2 separate regions of the Zea mays genome follow, and region 2 is linked to region 1. The links are chromatin contacts, called in public Hi-C maps. All regions are on one chromosome and are shown on one strand. The core of a region is the stretch at or near the end of the contact, and the rest is flanking DNA. Distances in the headings are between cores, read along the strand shown. Region 1 holds the start of LOC100382733 (alpha/beta-Hydrolases superfamily protein). Region 2 holds the start of LOC100282227 (nudix hydrolase 13).

Region 1 (7,112 bases), core at 4,427-6,926:
GGCGCCCCTCCTGAGGGTGGACAGGGGCCGAAGGGTGGCAGAGCTCGACGCAATAACAGAGAACCGGGTTCATTTCCCAATCAAAGGCCACAAACGAGCCTTGGAGAAATTGCTCGTTGTGAAGGGAGGGAGACACGTGGACCGCGGCAGAGCGAAGGACGGGCGTCGAGGGAGCGGTCACGAGGAGGGAGGAGCGCACGCCAGAACCGGGCTCACGTGGAATGAGGGCTAACGGGGGCCCAAGCAGCTGGGATGGTGCACGCGGAGGCGGGAGCAAAGCTAGGTTGAACGTAGTGGATGCAAATGCACCCCCACAAAATGTAAATCCTATAGATTTAGTTAAAATTTCACCATATATGCACCCCTAGAAAAAAAATCTTATGCACTCACAAGGCTAAATGCACCCTCAATTTTGCTCTAGCTTCGCCAGTGCACGGAGGTGATGGGACACGACGGATGCAAGGATGAGCATGCCAGCCAGGAGAGCAGAGCGGAAGAGGAGCACTACGAGGAGCGACAGGAGAGAGGCTGGGAAGGTACTGGCGGCTAGGGGAGGAAAGGAGAGAAAATGGCTTGATACCATGTTGGAGATAAAACCCTAACCCTAATTGGGCAGGGGATATATTATATCCAAGCACATGGGCCAAGGCCCATAATATGCTAACAATAACTAGTATGTTATGAAGAGGAGGGGGCAGCTGCAACTCCAATCGCATCAGCCGCTTTTCTTTCAAACACAGGCTCATTTTTTTCTCCTCCCTGTGCCAGATTTTCCTCCCCGGTGTCTGGTCAGTCTCTGCCCACCCCTTCCCAGTCAGTTCCTCCTGCGACCTGCCTTCACCTGTCTCCACCTGGTCCCCAACCGACGCCTATAGCCTAGACCTGGAGTCAAGGAGCAATGTCTGTCCTAAAGTTGCAGCATGCGTGAATACAACTCAAACCATGGATTGTTTGCCACTGCTATTTGCCAATTTATGATCATGTTTACATATATTTACACCATATATAAATAGCTGATCAGCCCATCTAGGCACATGGATGACTAAATGTCCAACTAGCCGACTAGGACTAACTTATTGACCCTGATTGACGACTAATCGTGATTACTCGTCTGATTGGTGGTCTTACGACTAGCCTTGACCACGATCTGATAACATTGATCGATAATACAGTGGCATGTATGGCCAATGATGCCACTAATGGACACAGTTGACAAATAAGCAGTATCTCTTTTGCAAAAAGGGATAAATGAATTGCTTATAACATTAGAGTCAATCTGTGGTTCATGCATCTGGTTAATTAGGGGAACCTTTGCTAGTTGAAGTAGGATTTTGGCATACAAATGTGGCGTGCGTGTTAAACAAACAACTGTATCAACCTTTATTGAACCAGGCATGCCCAATTTCAATTAAAGCAACAGAAACAACTGTCTTAAAGAAGCGGGAAAATGACACAAAAAGCATAATATCTAAATTAGAAACAGTTAACTCATTTTGAGAAGCTACCAACAATGCCAACAAAACCTCAGTACAATATCTATATTCTGTAACTCAATCATAAACATTATATACCTGTAGGCAGTAATAGGAGCATCTGAGTTTGCTTTTCTAGGCATCAAATCCATTCCACGGCCCTCGCTAATCAATTTGGCTGCCAGGTCTATCATTTCAGCTGTTTCCGGAAGAGTTGCTCTATACTCCCTGTCACTTACTGGGGCCTGAGAAATAGAAAATGATAGAAGTTACAACAAAGATATAATTAAATTATAAAGTTAATACCAATAAATATAATCAAGTCTTCTTAACATGTTCCAAAGTTGATCAGTAAGCATTACATTCAGAGAGAGATTTAGTACACATAAAATTTAAATTACTTTTATTCCTCTACCTGGGCATTCAGAGCAAGAGCATGGGCAGGAAAAATACCTGCAAGATGACCCCAGAAACCGCTTTCGAACAGGCAAAGTTTGTGCGCATATAATGCACAATATCCTGGCACCCATGGAAGAGTTTGTGTTATATTATTTCACGGTTGTAAAGTAGTACTTGTAGCAGTTATTAGAAATAGTATACCTGGCATCCAGTACTATGACCAAGCAATATTACTCCTTCAGAATTTTCCTTATTTATTAGGTAACTGATGAGTTGCTCTAGTTCTAACGCATCCTTCAACAAGACAATACATATGAGAAATACAGAGACCAAGAATATGGAAGAAGTTAAAAGCAAAGACAAAGCAAAAACTAATGAAACTGGAAATTTAATAAAACAATGGGAAACAAAATCAGTGATATAATTATCGGCATACTACTATATCCAAAAGCACAGCATAAAGCAAAAGGTAAATCTAATGGTTACATGAAAAAAACACATTATCACTGACACTAACTAGCCTCACATGGTTAAAGAAAGCTTCCATATTACAGAAGGGGAATGTCAATATAATGGGAGCAATCTTAGAATCCTAGGATTTATCTAATCAAAAGAAGAAAAAAGGTTGCCAAAGAAAATCCAGTCTAGATCTACAAAATAAAGGTTTCCAAGAGAACCATGTTAGTCTGGTAAGAAAACTAAGAATAGTTTATAGTAGAATACAGAGGCAACATACTTGCAGGATTTAGATTTTGTACTGTCCTAAAGAAGTACTTATGAATATGTTCTTATCACCTAGCATTTCAAAACTAATGATTGTCTGAACTAATTGAACTCTAAGAAACCTATCGACCTCACCTCAAGCTCTATGCTGTAGCCAGTTATTTAAATAATCGTGCATACTATTTCTTTTAAGGACAGTGTTTTTAACATTCAGCTTTAATATCTAAAATATCCCACGCAGCATTGAAGGGACCTTAAGGCTAAAATGTTTAGGTAACTGGAAGATAAGGAAATTCATAGAGCTTTCCATAGCTAAGAAACAATCACACAGAATATTAAAAATATGGAATCATGTAGAACATCAATGAAATTGATATCAGTTCTTAAGCATGATAAATCCTCTTTCATCATGCCATTATAACATAAGCACACCAAAGATACTGATATAAAGCATGTTATATTGAGAAGCCATCTCCTTATCAGTACAAGAATAAAAGGTGATTTTATTTCCAAACTAAGGATCATACTTGCTGTAAGCTGGAAATTCCATATCCAGTGTATGATGAAGAAAGCAATGGCTGTACCAAGGACCATTTCTCAACCTCCAATGCAAGTGACAATGGTTCCAAGTAACTGTAAGTTCTCAAAAATCAGTTAATCGTAGTGAAAAGGAATTTAATAGTAATTAATAATATAAAAATAGATAAGGCATGTGTCAAAAGTATATTAAACAGAAGTGGAGTAAGATGTATTGGCTTTGAGGTTATTTCACATCTAAAGATTTTGTTTTATTTTTCCCATTAATATTTTTATCAATTTTTTAGCAAGTATCATTATGAGCTTAAGGAAACATGCCTTGAGTGATCCAAAAGTTACAATTACTTCGCAACAAATCTTTGTTACAAGCATTATTTAAGTTCTCACAGTGATGGATAGCACTTAGCCAAAATATCATATACTTATCATATTAATCATACCAATTCATGGCAGGTGGAGATGGTAGAACACAAGAAAATGAAACACTACAAGAATCACATGTCAACTATAAGATTGTGGCATCACCTAGATGAACAAAGCTGTTACTAGTGTGCACGCATGGCACCAACGCTACTAACCTAAATTCCATAGACTTTGAAGTCAATTTAGTAGTTTACAGTAAGATCCAAGAAACAGCAAAGGATGCAAGAATACCTGAATATGTTTGCATGATAAATAAATTCTTCAGTTCCCATTCAAGAAAAAAAATTATTGCCCATTTCAAGTTTACGTAACCTTATTTATCGATATAAACCATGGTGCAACATAGTTACATCATGACAGCCTTTGTTTCCAAATTCAGTATTCCCTCTGTACCGAATTATAAGATGGTTTAGCATTTCTAAATACATAGTTTTTATTATGTATCTAGACATAATGTATATCTAGATGCGTAGTACAAATTATGAATCTAGAAAAGTCAAAGGATCTTATGATTTGGAAGAGTAGGTGTTAAATTGAAATATTATGATCAAATTTATGCAATCTCAAGTATCGGGGGGGGGGGGGGGGGGGGGCAGAAAATACTATTTCGACTTACTCAGTAGCTAAAAGCCCATCTGTGAGGCCACCAATGAAGATCACCTGATGGTTAAAATCCCCAGTCCTGAATGCTACCTGAAAGAAGAAAAGTGAAGTTATAGCACAAAGCCATTGATTAATGCAGCACTAGCAAAATATATCCAAAAAGAGTTAGCTTAGGTTTACTCCAGATTTTTTTTTAAAAAAAAAGAAGATATTGAAGAAACCACACAGCACTCAAAAGAACTGAACATAGAGGCATCTGTACCATAACTTTCAAGGGTTGCAAATCTATCCAGACCAAAAAAACGAAATACAAGGTATTTCCCTGCAGAATAAGATTCCCAAGAATACTAGTGGGTATGATTGTCATTCTTATGTTCTAAAAGCTGAGAAACAATTGATCTTATTGGAGCTGCAAATGCAATTACAGGTGTCCCAAGTCCAAAAGTAGTAAAAATTGCCACAAGCATGTACGAAGTCACCTTAGTACAGACCTGATTGTAACAATAAATAAAGAACTAAAATACAGTCTTCTACCAGACAATAGAAACTCGGCATGATTAAAAAAATCCATGGTGAAAAGCAAGAGCGCTAAAGATAGGAAGCAAGCAAACCACAAGAATAACCATGGTGCATAAGGACGACCACTGCCTTCAGCCGGAAATGTCACAGAAACTAAGAGGCAAGCAGCAAAAGGGACATAGCCGTGTAACATTACCCAAAGAGAATTAAACCCTAGATCCAGACAGCAAATTGCCAAAACGGATCGCTAAATGTACCGCCTTTTTCAGAGGTTTTTTGAGCATCATAGAATCTTCCATATCCTATAGGAATCTAAACATGCACAAGGCACGCTTTAGGCATGCGTGAGAAAACGTAGGAGCCCCACTTGGTACAAAAGCAGAACTCCGAAACTAAAAAGTGAGATCTCGCATCTGGAATGTCGCAAAAGATCCCCTCCTTCCAGAGGCCGTGGCAGCACGCGGCGACGACCTTCTGGAAACTTACGGAACATCCAAGCCACGGATTCCACCGTCTAGCAGCTCCTAAAGTACTCGACGAACGCAACCGCGAAATGCTGTGACTAGTTCCATCTCGCCATCTCGGATTCCAGAACTTTCCTGGGGAAAAGCGGCGCGACGCGGGGAGGTGGGAGACGCCCGGCCCGTACCTGCGCAGATTTGGGGCCGTACTTGAACAGCGCCCCGCAGAGATGATTCCGCTTGCCTCCTCCGGAGCCGGCGCCGATTACGGACTTGGGCGCGTCGGGGAGGAACGCGGAGGCGGGGCCGGAGGCGGAGGCGGAGGCCGAGGCCGAGGCGACGCCGCCGGCCATGGTGGAGGAGGAGCGCGAGAGGCCGGAGAACCAGGAGGTGGGGGCCGGCGAGGTCATAGTAACGGCTGCGGCGGCTCCAGCGGCGCGCCTCACGGGCTCACGGCGTGGGCATCGCGGATGTGGCCATGTGGGGTCGGGTGGTTGGCGGCTGCGAATTTTCTGGGCTGGTTCTGGTTGGATCGAGCTGTTGTCAATCAAGACCAGCGGGAATGGAAACGGGTTCATTTTTTTACTATATTGAAATAAATTCGATAAAAAATATATAGGGGTGACGTCAACTCGACTGTATGATTGGCACTGATTGTCCCTGTACTGTGCGGTTGGTAAGTTTGCCGGACATATTTGTTTCTTTCAAGCTGGGCTGAAGCCAAAAGAAATCAGGTCACACGATAACATGAGCTAGAGCTAGCACGGCTGTAATGTACAGTATGATCTTTGGGGTTGTTTAGTTAGTCTGACTAAAGTTTAGACCGTGACAAATCGAATGTTTCAATGTCAATTATGAATACTAAATAAAGTCTAGTTAAAAAATCAATTACACAGATAAGAGATAAGGACTAAACGGTAAGACGAATCTGGCCTAATTAGTTCATAATTTGCCGAAGTGATGCTATAGTAAATATCTGCTAATGATGGATTGATTAGACTTAATAAATTCATCTTGTCGTTTAGCATTCATCTATATAATTAGTTTTCTAATTAGACTATACTTAATACTCGTAATTGGTATTCAAACCTCTATTGTGATACGGACTAAACTTTAGTAAAGAGAACCAAACATATTAACATAATAATAAACATAAATGTTCGGCTGTTGGTTTTCAAAGAGCTGCAAGTGCAGATGTACATTGTTGCTACATTATGTCCTTTCCATATAACCAGGCAGCATGAGTTGTTGATGCAGTCGGACAACTTCAATGAATCGATGAAATTGATATATAGAGCAATTAAACCGATATTGATTCTATTTTCTGTCGAAGGACTCTACGAATAGCCGTGTGTGGAGGTTGTCCTAAAATCAACAATGTCACCAAAAACACCGTTAAATCACGCATGAAGTCATGATGAACACTAAGATAGAAAGGAAAAGGATACTAAATTTGTTTTTGATCGATTGGATGTTAGATATCTCAATCGTTCATGATTGTCTTATATATGTTAAGGTGGTCTTATTCTAGTATAAAACAATTCAAATATGTGATTTGCAAGTTTCTCACATCAAAAAATTTTGGAAACTAATCGGTTCGGAATTCAGCAAAAGTTAGCCAAACTGGTTTTGAAAACCGGCTAAGTTAGCTTGGCAATAGGAATCCGACTTGGCCGACTCAGAACATTCGACTTGGACGGGTTTAGGGGTCGATCTGACCGGCTTTAGTAGGGTCAATACTTTTGCATATTATGCCCCTATTTTAGGTTAATACTCACGCGAACCTAAAACATAAAAGCACTAAATAGTGATGGTGTCCAACTCACTATATATCTAACATATAAGGACATGCATACATTTGGTTATATATGCATGCATGTATCCACTATTGTTTGGGAAGTAACATAGTCCTCTTGCCAACATTTAGAAAATATTTCTTCAAATATCTTTCATTGATTGCTCTCGGACTTGGATG
Region 2 (7,057 bases), core at 4,240-6,739, 210 kb after region 1:
TTCGTGATCGACGGGGCCGCGCGTGGCGCAGGCGTGATCGACGGGGCCGCGCGTGACGCAGGCATGATCGGCGGGGCCGCGCATGGCGCAAGCATGATCGACGGGGCCGCGCGTGGCGCAGGCGTGATCAACGGGGCCGCGCGTGGCGCGGGAATGGGCACGAGCGGTGGCGTCGTGGTCGCACGAGGTACGGGTAACGGCGCAAGGCGGGGCGCCGGGGGTGGGGGGAACCGGATCAGACTCGAGGAGTGAGTCGAGATCGGTGGGTGGGGTGGAGCCTGCAAGGGGAAACACATATTCGTCGAAGACGACGTGACGAGAGATGATGATGCGGTGGGAGGTGAGGTCGAGACACTGATACCCCTTGTGGTCAGGGGAGTAGCCGAGGAAGAGGCAGCGAGTGGAGCGAGGAGAAAGCTTGTTAGGGGCGGTAGCGGAAGTGTTAGGGTAGCAGGCACAGCCGAACACGCGCAGGTGGTCGTAGGAAGGGGTTGTGCCGTACAGGGCAAAGTGAGGTGTAGGGTAGCTCACCGCCTTCGAGGGAAGACGGTTGAGGAGATGCGCGGCAGTATGAAGGGCCTCTGCCCAGTAGGTGGCAGGGAGAGACGCCTGAAAGAGAAGGCAGCGGATCATGTTGGTGGTGGTGCGAATCATGCGCTCGTCCCGGCCGTTCTGAGCAGAGGTGTAGGGACACGAGAGACGCAATTGGACGCCGTGAGTGAGGAAGAAAGAACGGGAGGCGTTGTTGTCGAACTCGCGGCCATTGTCGCACTGCAGGGCACGGACCGGGCGCCGAAACTGGGTGGATACCCAGGCGAAGAAGTGAGTGAGGGTGGTAAACGTGTCGGACTTCAGCCGAAGGGGGAAAGTCCAAAGGAAATGGGAGTAGTCGTCCAGAATGACCAGGTAGTATTTGTAGCCGGAGAGGCTAAGGACAGGAGACGTCCAGAGATCACAGTGGACAAGATCAAAGGCCTGAACAGCCCTAGACGTGGAAGTGGAAAAAGGAAGACGGAAGTGACGACCGAGCTGACAAGCATGACAGAGGCGCTCAGAAGAGCCCCGAGTATAGGATATGTCTGAGTGGCCGGCAAGCTGGGACATGACGTCGGGTCCAGGGTGCCCGAGGCGACGGTGCCAAATGGCGGAGGAGGTGGTGGTAGTAGCAAGAGCATGTGATGTGGTGGTAGTAGTAAGGGCAGGAGATGAGGCTACTCTGGTGTGGGGAGTGGAGGGCAAGTGAAGAGAATAGAGGGGGCCGGAGCTGTCACAGCGAGCGAGCACAGCATGTGTGGGAAGGTGGCGTATGGTGAGACCCCAGGGGTTGAACTCCATAGAGCACTGGTTGTCACTAGTGAAGCGACGAACCGAGAGGAGGGGATGAGTCAGTCCGGGAGCAACAAGGACGTCGTTAAGGCAGAATGGTCCTGGAAGAACCGATGCACCTACTGAGGTGACCGGGAGGGTGGAACCGTTGCCAACGACGATGGAGGAAGGATGTGAGGGGTGTGGTGGATGGGAGTGGAATAACGAACTGGTTGTGGGGGTAGTGTGGAAGGAGGCCCCGGAGTCAACCACCTAATCGGTGGTGGGAGGGGGAGGTGGTGGTGGCGAAGGTACGGTGTGAGCGGAGAGGGCTAAAGAAGGTGGTGGTGGCGAAGGTACGGTGTGGGGACAACACTGGTAGGAGAAGCGCAACTGCGCGAGTAGCGAGGAGAGCCGTCCAGAAGGGCGCGCGCAGCCACTAGGATCGAGTCGGGTGGCGTCGCTGGGAGTTGGGGCCGATGGCGCCCGACAGCAGGGAACAGCCGCAGTGGTGCGGCTGGGAGCAGAAGAGGATGCCACGGCGGGGAGGTAGCCAGGACGGAGCTGCGCGCCGAGCGGGGGCAGTGCGCCGTCGGCAGAGGACCCGCGGCCTGCAGAGGGGCGGCGGATGGCCGTCCGGCGGCGCGGCGTTGGTGGCGTTGTCCGCCAGAGAGGGGCAGGGCCAGCGGCGGAGGCCGGAGCAGATGGGGGCGGGGTCGGCGGCGGCCGGCGCGGGGACAGGTGCGGTGCTGGTGGAGTAGCCGCGCCGGTGAAGTGGAGTCGCCCGGATCCGGCGGTGGAGGAAGGCAGAGCGGAGGAGGCAGCCGGCGGCGCGGTGTGGCGACGTAGCGCGGAATCCAGGGAGGCGGTCGCGATGCACTGGCAGGGGGCGAGCTGTGCCGAGCACCTGGACAGCGGAGGCAGGCAGAGTTCGCCCCGGTGGCTAGAGCTGCTGGGGGAGGGAGAACGACGGCCACGGCGGCAGGTGGCCGGATTTGGAGACGAGGAAGCAACGCCTGAGGAAGAATGCCCTGGCACGCGAGCAGAGGGAGAGGGCACAGGAGCACGCCTGCAGCCGGAGTTGAAGAAGGCCGGTGCCGGGGAAGCAGGGCCGGTAGGATGGCAGGGGCTCGGCCAGGTGTGTCGCCGGCGCAGGGAAGGGAGGAGAGAGGGCGGCGGGGTGGGCGGCTGGGGTTGGCGACGCCCGAGAGGGAGATGGGGGCTGGAAAAAAATTAAGTTGGCTCTAGTACCATGTTGATTGGTGAAAACCCTAACCCTAACAGGGGTTGGGTGGTGTATTAATAGACTTGAGTACTGGGCCAGGCCCATTACAGAGGGGCGAGACAGTAATTACACAGGGAAAAAACCCCAAACCCTAAACGGGTATTCTAACAAGTACCAATATACTTCTCCACTCATCAAACATCTTGTTTGGCCGTAAGATATGGTAAGCCATACTATAGCTATGTCCCTGAACCATTTCCATACCTCAATTGGGATACTATCAGGGCCCATCGCCTTAACATACCCCCCCCACACACACACACAAACACACTTTTCCTTTTCCCTTTTTTTCCTTTGGGTGGGAGGGGTACTAATGTTGTATCAAATAAACATAGAAACAATATCTCACCACTAAATCTCCTCGCACTCCAGCTTCTTCGATAGCTTCCCTTGCAGCTGCCTCTTCAACAGTTTCATCATTCTCCCAGCCTCCCTGCATCAACAAATTACAAATGTATATTAACCAAATAGGCACTATCATGGTGATAAGAGAACTGCATACAACATATATGACAAATGGTTAAATGTAGAGGTTTAAATGCAAGAGCATCATAAGGTTGGCACTTGGCACTTGGATATCTTCCTGCTACAACTGAATGACTTAAGTGACCGCTCATTGGCACCTGATTTCTTAGTATCTAGTTAATCAAAGTAATATATCTTCCACAAGCGGTGGCACACATTGCATTAATAGACAGCTAATTATCAATATGAGCATGATGCCAAACAAAGAAAAACTCAATAGAACTGACAAAATCTCTATAGCCTAACTAATTTCATATAAGCTATTTTGTTAAGCAAAATCACACTCATGTGGGAGCTTCTGGCACTGGGTTTTCCCTTTTTATTTTGTTAAGCTAAATCACAGAAAAAATGCTCAAATTTCTGATTTTCCATACATCATACTGTGACAATTATGTGAATGATGTGATATATGGTTAGTTGTTTATTTACATTAATCATACCTTTGGAAATAGAAGACCCGGTCCACTTTGGGAGCTGATCATGAGAACTTCAACAAGTTTCTTTTGTTCATCATCAGAAGCTCCATCATTAATATCCCTATATCTGAATGGTATGCACCTATATATAAACAAGGAAGAAGAATGAGACAAGTGAAACACATTGCAAGATTCACATTATTACAAGAGACTGTGTCTACAACCATAGCACTCAAAATTACATGCACAAATCACACTCAACTAAAAGGTATTGGCAAAACCCCCAAGGTATATTTCTTGCTGCAGTGTACACATAACCATTTGCTGAAGCAAAAACAAATGCTTAGCGCAGAAGATGATGCCATTGGTTACTTCATAGCAGTAGAAACTATAAACTTAAGTCCTTTGTTTACAGTGCTCAGTAGACTGCATATCAACTTATGTTTGTATGGAGTAAAATTAAACAGAGTTCAGTACAAGCAGAAAGTAAACTAAGTGATGGTTTTCCAGACACCTTGGTAAAATATTGGACTAGTGCTGCAAAATATTTGCACGCTTAAGTCTATATCCACTTGAAAGAATAAAAGTATAAAAACAAAGAATGCTCACATCACCAACAGGAAACATTAATGTAACAAACAACAGTGACATTTTGCCATTGATGGTCAGCAAACAATGAAGCAGCAAGAAGACAAATCAGCTGTTTTACCTGATGTTATGTAACCTCTAATAAAAGTACCTAACTGTACTCATTGGAACAGGAATTCCCAACAGACTACAGGATAACTTGACCTCTTTCCATGGTCTAAACAATCTCTGCCATTTGGCTCAAGTCGTGCACCTATCTATATATTTTAATCTAGAAATCTATCCGTTTCTTTCAACAGTGTTTGTACATCGCAAAACGAATTAAAAATGGGATTCCTTCCTAAAATTTAATGCATAATTTTAGATAAGATATAAAAATGGTCTAGAAGGACGGAACATGACATACTGCGCTTATGTCATGCATAAAACTAATCGGATTGCGCCAACCTAGAATAAGAATCTGCTACAGAGAACATATGCCTACATTATCCAATGCCAAATGGCCTCTTCTACGCAACTGATTCTAATAGACCCATCAGTCCACAGGCGATTCATTCTACAACGACGCAATTGTGGACAAAACAGATGTCCTTTACGCTGACAGTATCTTGTGATGACATGAAATTTAGTGCAGGACTAATGAATAATAAAACGGTAAAGAAGTGCCGAATGGGCCCTTACATGTCAGGTGAAGAAACTAATGTACTAATGACTAATGACACAGAAACAGGCTACTATTCACCGATTATGACCAATCCAGGACAATTAATCAGCCAGAGAGGTCGACCCTACTCCCAACAGAAGCAGCAGTAAAACACAGGATAGTCGCAGCCCAACAAGGCCACATGCATCCATTCCAGTTGGTAAGCAAACGCTCCCAGCATAGCGAACCTTTAAGCTGCCCAACCAAGCAAGCACCGCAACCGGACAAACCCAATCAGATCGAATCGAGGGCAGATAAAAACGCCTGATGTCTTTGGTGTGTGGATGCGAGAAGGCAGAGGGAGAAGAGCCGTGGTGGTTGGGGGTAGGGAAGGGGGGGCTCCCCTTACGGACGCACCCGGCCACAAGGCGACGGCCGTTCTCGTAGCGCTGCAGGTGCCGGCCCGTGCGGGCCACCAGATCACACATGCCTGCCTCCCCCTCTCCCACCGATCCCACGGCGGGACACAGGCTGTCCCTAGCCAGGCCCCCAACTTCCTAGAGCATCTTCCTTCTCGCGTCAGGACGGCGAGTGCCGGCCGGCGGCGCGCGGCAATGCGGCAGAGCCGTGGGAGGCCAAGGTCGAGAAGTTGTTAGCGTGGACCTCGCTGCACCATGTGGGGCTTGGGGCGCCCAGCCGCTCGCTTCCTCTCCCTCTCTTTTCTTTTTCTTTCTTTCCTTTGTTTTCTCGTTTATATTTTTTGTATTTTGTGTGGTGGTTTTTTAATTCTTTTTACAGCTTTTAAGAATTTCAATTTTTATATGTTTTTATCATGATACAAATATATGAATACACACACTTCACCCCTATGGCACCTCTAAAAAAATTAAGACGACTGGAAACGCATAAGAATTTCACCGAACGCTAGATTATAAACAGTCTTATAATCCATTTATGTATAAAAAAATGTGCGAGATTTTTACCCAAATTCTATATTGTTTACATTTCTTACAGAAGCGACAGCTCACCCATTTGTGTTAAACATGACTAGATTGTGTTCTGCCTGTGAACTGATGGATAGCTCTACCGACCGTTGAAGCACAAACCATGAGCGACATTAATCTCAAAGACAAACCATCACCAACATAGTACCAAAATAGCAAACTCCACAAGCATATAATACCAGTTCGGAATACCATTCCAGCGAAGCAAGCTCTTGGCAATGTTATAATCCGAAAAAAAAAATACTCAGTTTGTCGAGTTCTCCCGCATGTTGGTGTCATCCCTAGTCCCTACTCACCAGTATGTGTGGCCAATGTGAATTAAATAGGATTAGAAAAAAATTAATTTTTTTGACTTACTATATATTTAAGCCAACGTCCAATCTATATAGATTAAGACTAAAACGAAAAATTAGCATATCATGTATATAACCGTGTAATATTTAAAATGTAGAGTTTAAAAAATAAGAGATAAGGATGAGTAAGGTGGCGTTTAGTTCCCGATGGATTTTTAGAATCTGGATAATGCACAAAATCTAATGCAAATCTCATTATCAACTTATGGAAAGATTGTACGATTCTGGTATAAAATCCAATGCAAAATTAAGGAGGTGTTTAATTTGCAATGAGATTCTAAAAATGGGATAGAAAACAAACATGGCCTAAGGGCATGTGTAACCCATCTAATATATGGGTTTTTAAAGATATTTATAGTAAGGATGGCAACAAGTTTGAAACTCGCGGGTAGAGCGTTTACAGACCCGCACCCATACTTGTCACCCCGCGACGAGTATAATATGCTACTCATACCCGCTACCCACGGATACCACAAACTCGTGGACATACCCACGGGCCCATAATTATACACATACATTTATACATCTCATGTATATATACATATATTTATATACATATATTATACAAATATATATATATATATATATGCACACCTATATAAATATATATATGCATATACATATATATACATAAACATATATATATTAACTGCGGGTATACGGGTTTGCGTGCACGGGTACAATGTTTTCATACCTGCGAGAAAAAACCTGTTGGATTGAGAATCAAACCCACGCTCGTACACGCGGATACAAACTCACATCCAAACCCACACCATATATGGTTTTTACCCGCGGGCACGCGGGTAAAATGTGCACGTTGCCATCCCTAATCTCTAGGGAGTTAATTGAAAAAATATATAAGAGACGATCTCTTCGCAAAGAGCTCGTCTCTTCACGACTCTACATACATATTATCTCTTAATTGTATGTAGAGGGTG

What was found. A called contact is a pair of places that touch in the nucleus more often than the background predicts.
Region 2: a contact with region 1 is called in a Hi-C map of tassel, with 2.1 times the contacts expected there. The contact joins the promoter of LOC100282227 here to the promoter of LOC100382733 in region 1. A contact is called at or near these places in 3 of 25 Hi-C or Micro-C datasets (ear, leaf and tassel).

The regions. Positions count from the first base shown.
Region 1 is chr7:20,127,017-20,134,128 of Zm-B73-REFERENCE-NAM-5.0, forward strand. It overlaps LOC100382733 (alpha/beta-Hydrolases superfamily protein), which reads right to left and starts at 5,677. Exons shown (of 9, transcript NM_001175452.1): 1 at 5,326-5,677; 2 at 4,171-4,247; 3 at 3,122-3,227; 4 at 2,073-2,165; 5 at 1,926-1,991; 6 at 1,572-1,717. The coding sequence starts at 5,547.
Region 2 is chr7:20,333,700-20,340,756 of Zm-B73-REFERENCE-NAM-5.0, forward strand. LOC100282227 (nudix hydrolase 13) reads right to left here and starts at 5,490. Exons shown (of 4, transcript NM_001155139.1): 1 at 5,180-5,490; 2 at 3,556-3,673; 3 at 2,940-3,023. The coding sequence starts at 5,250.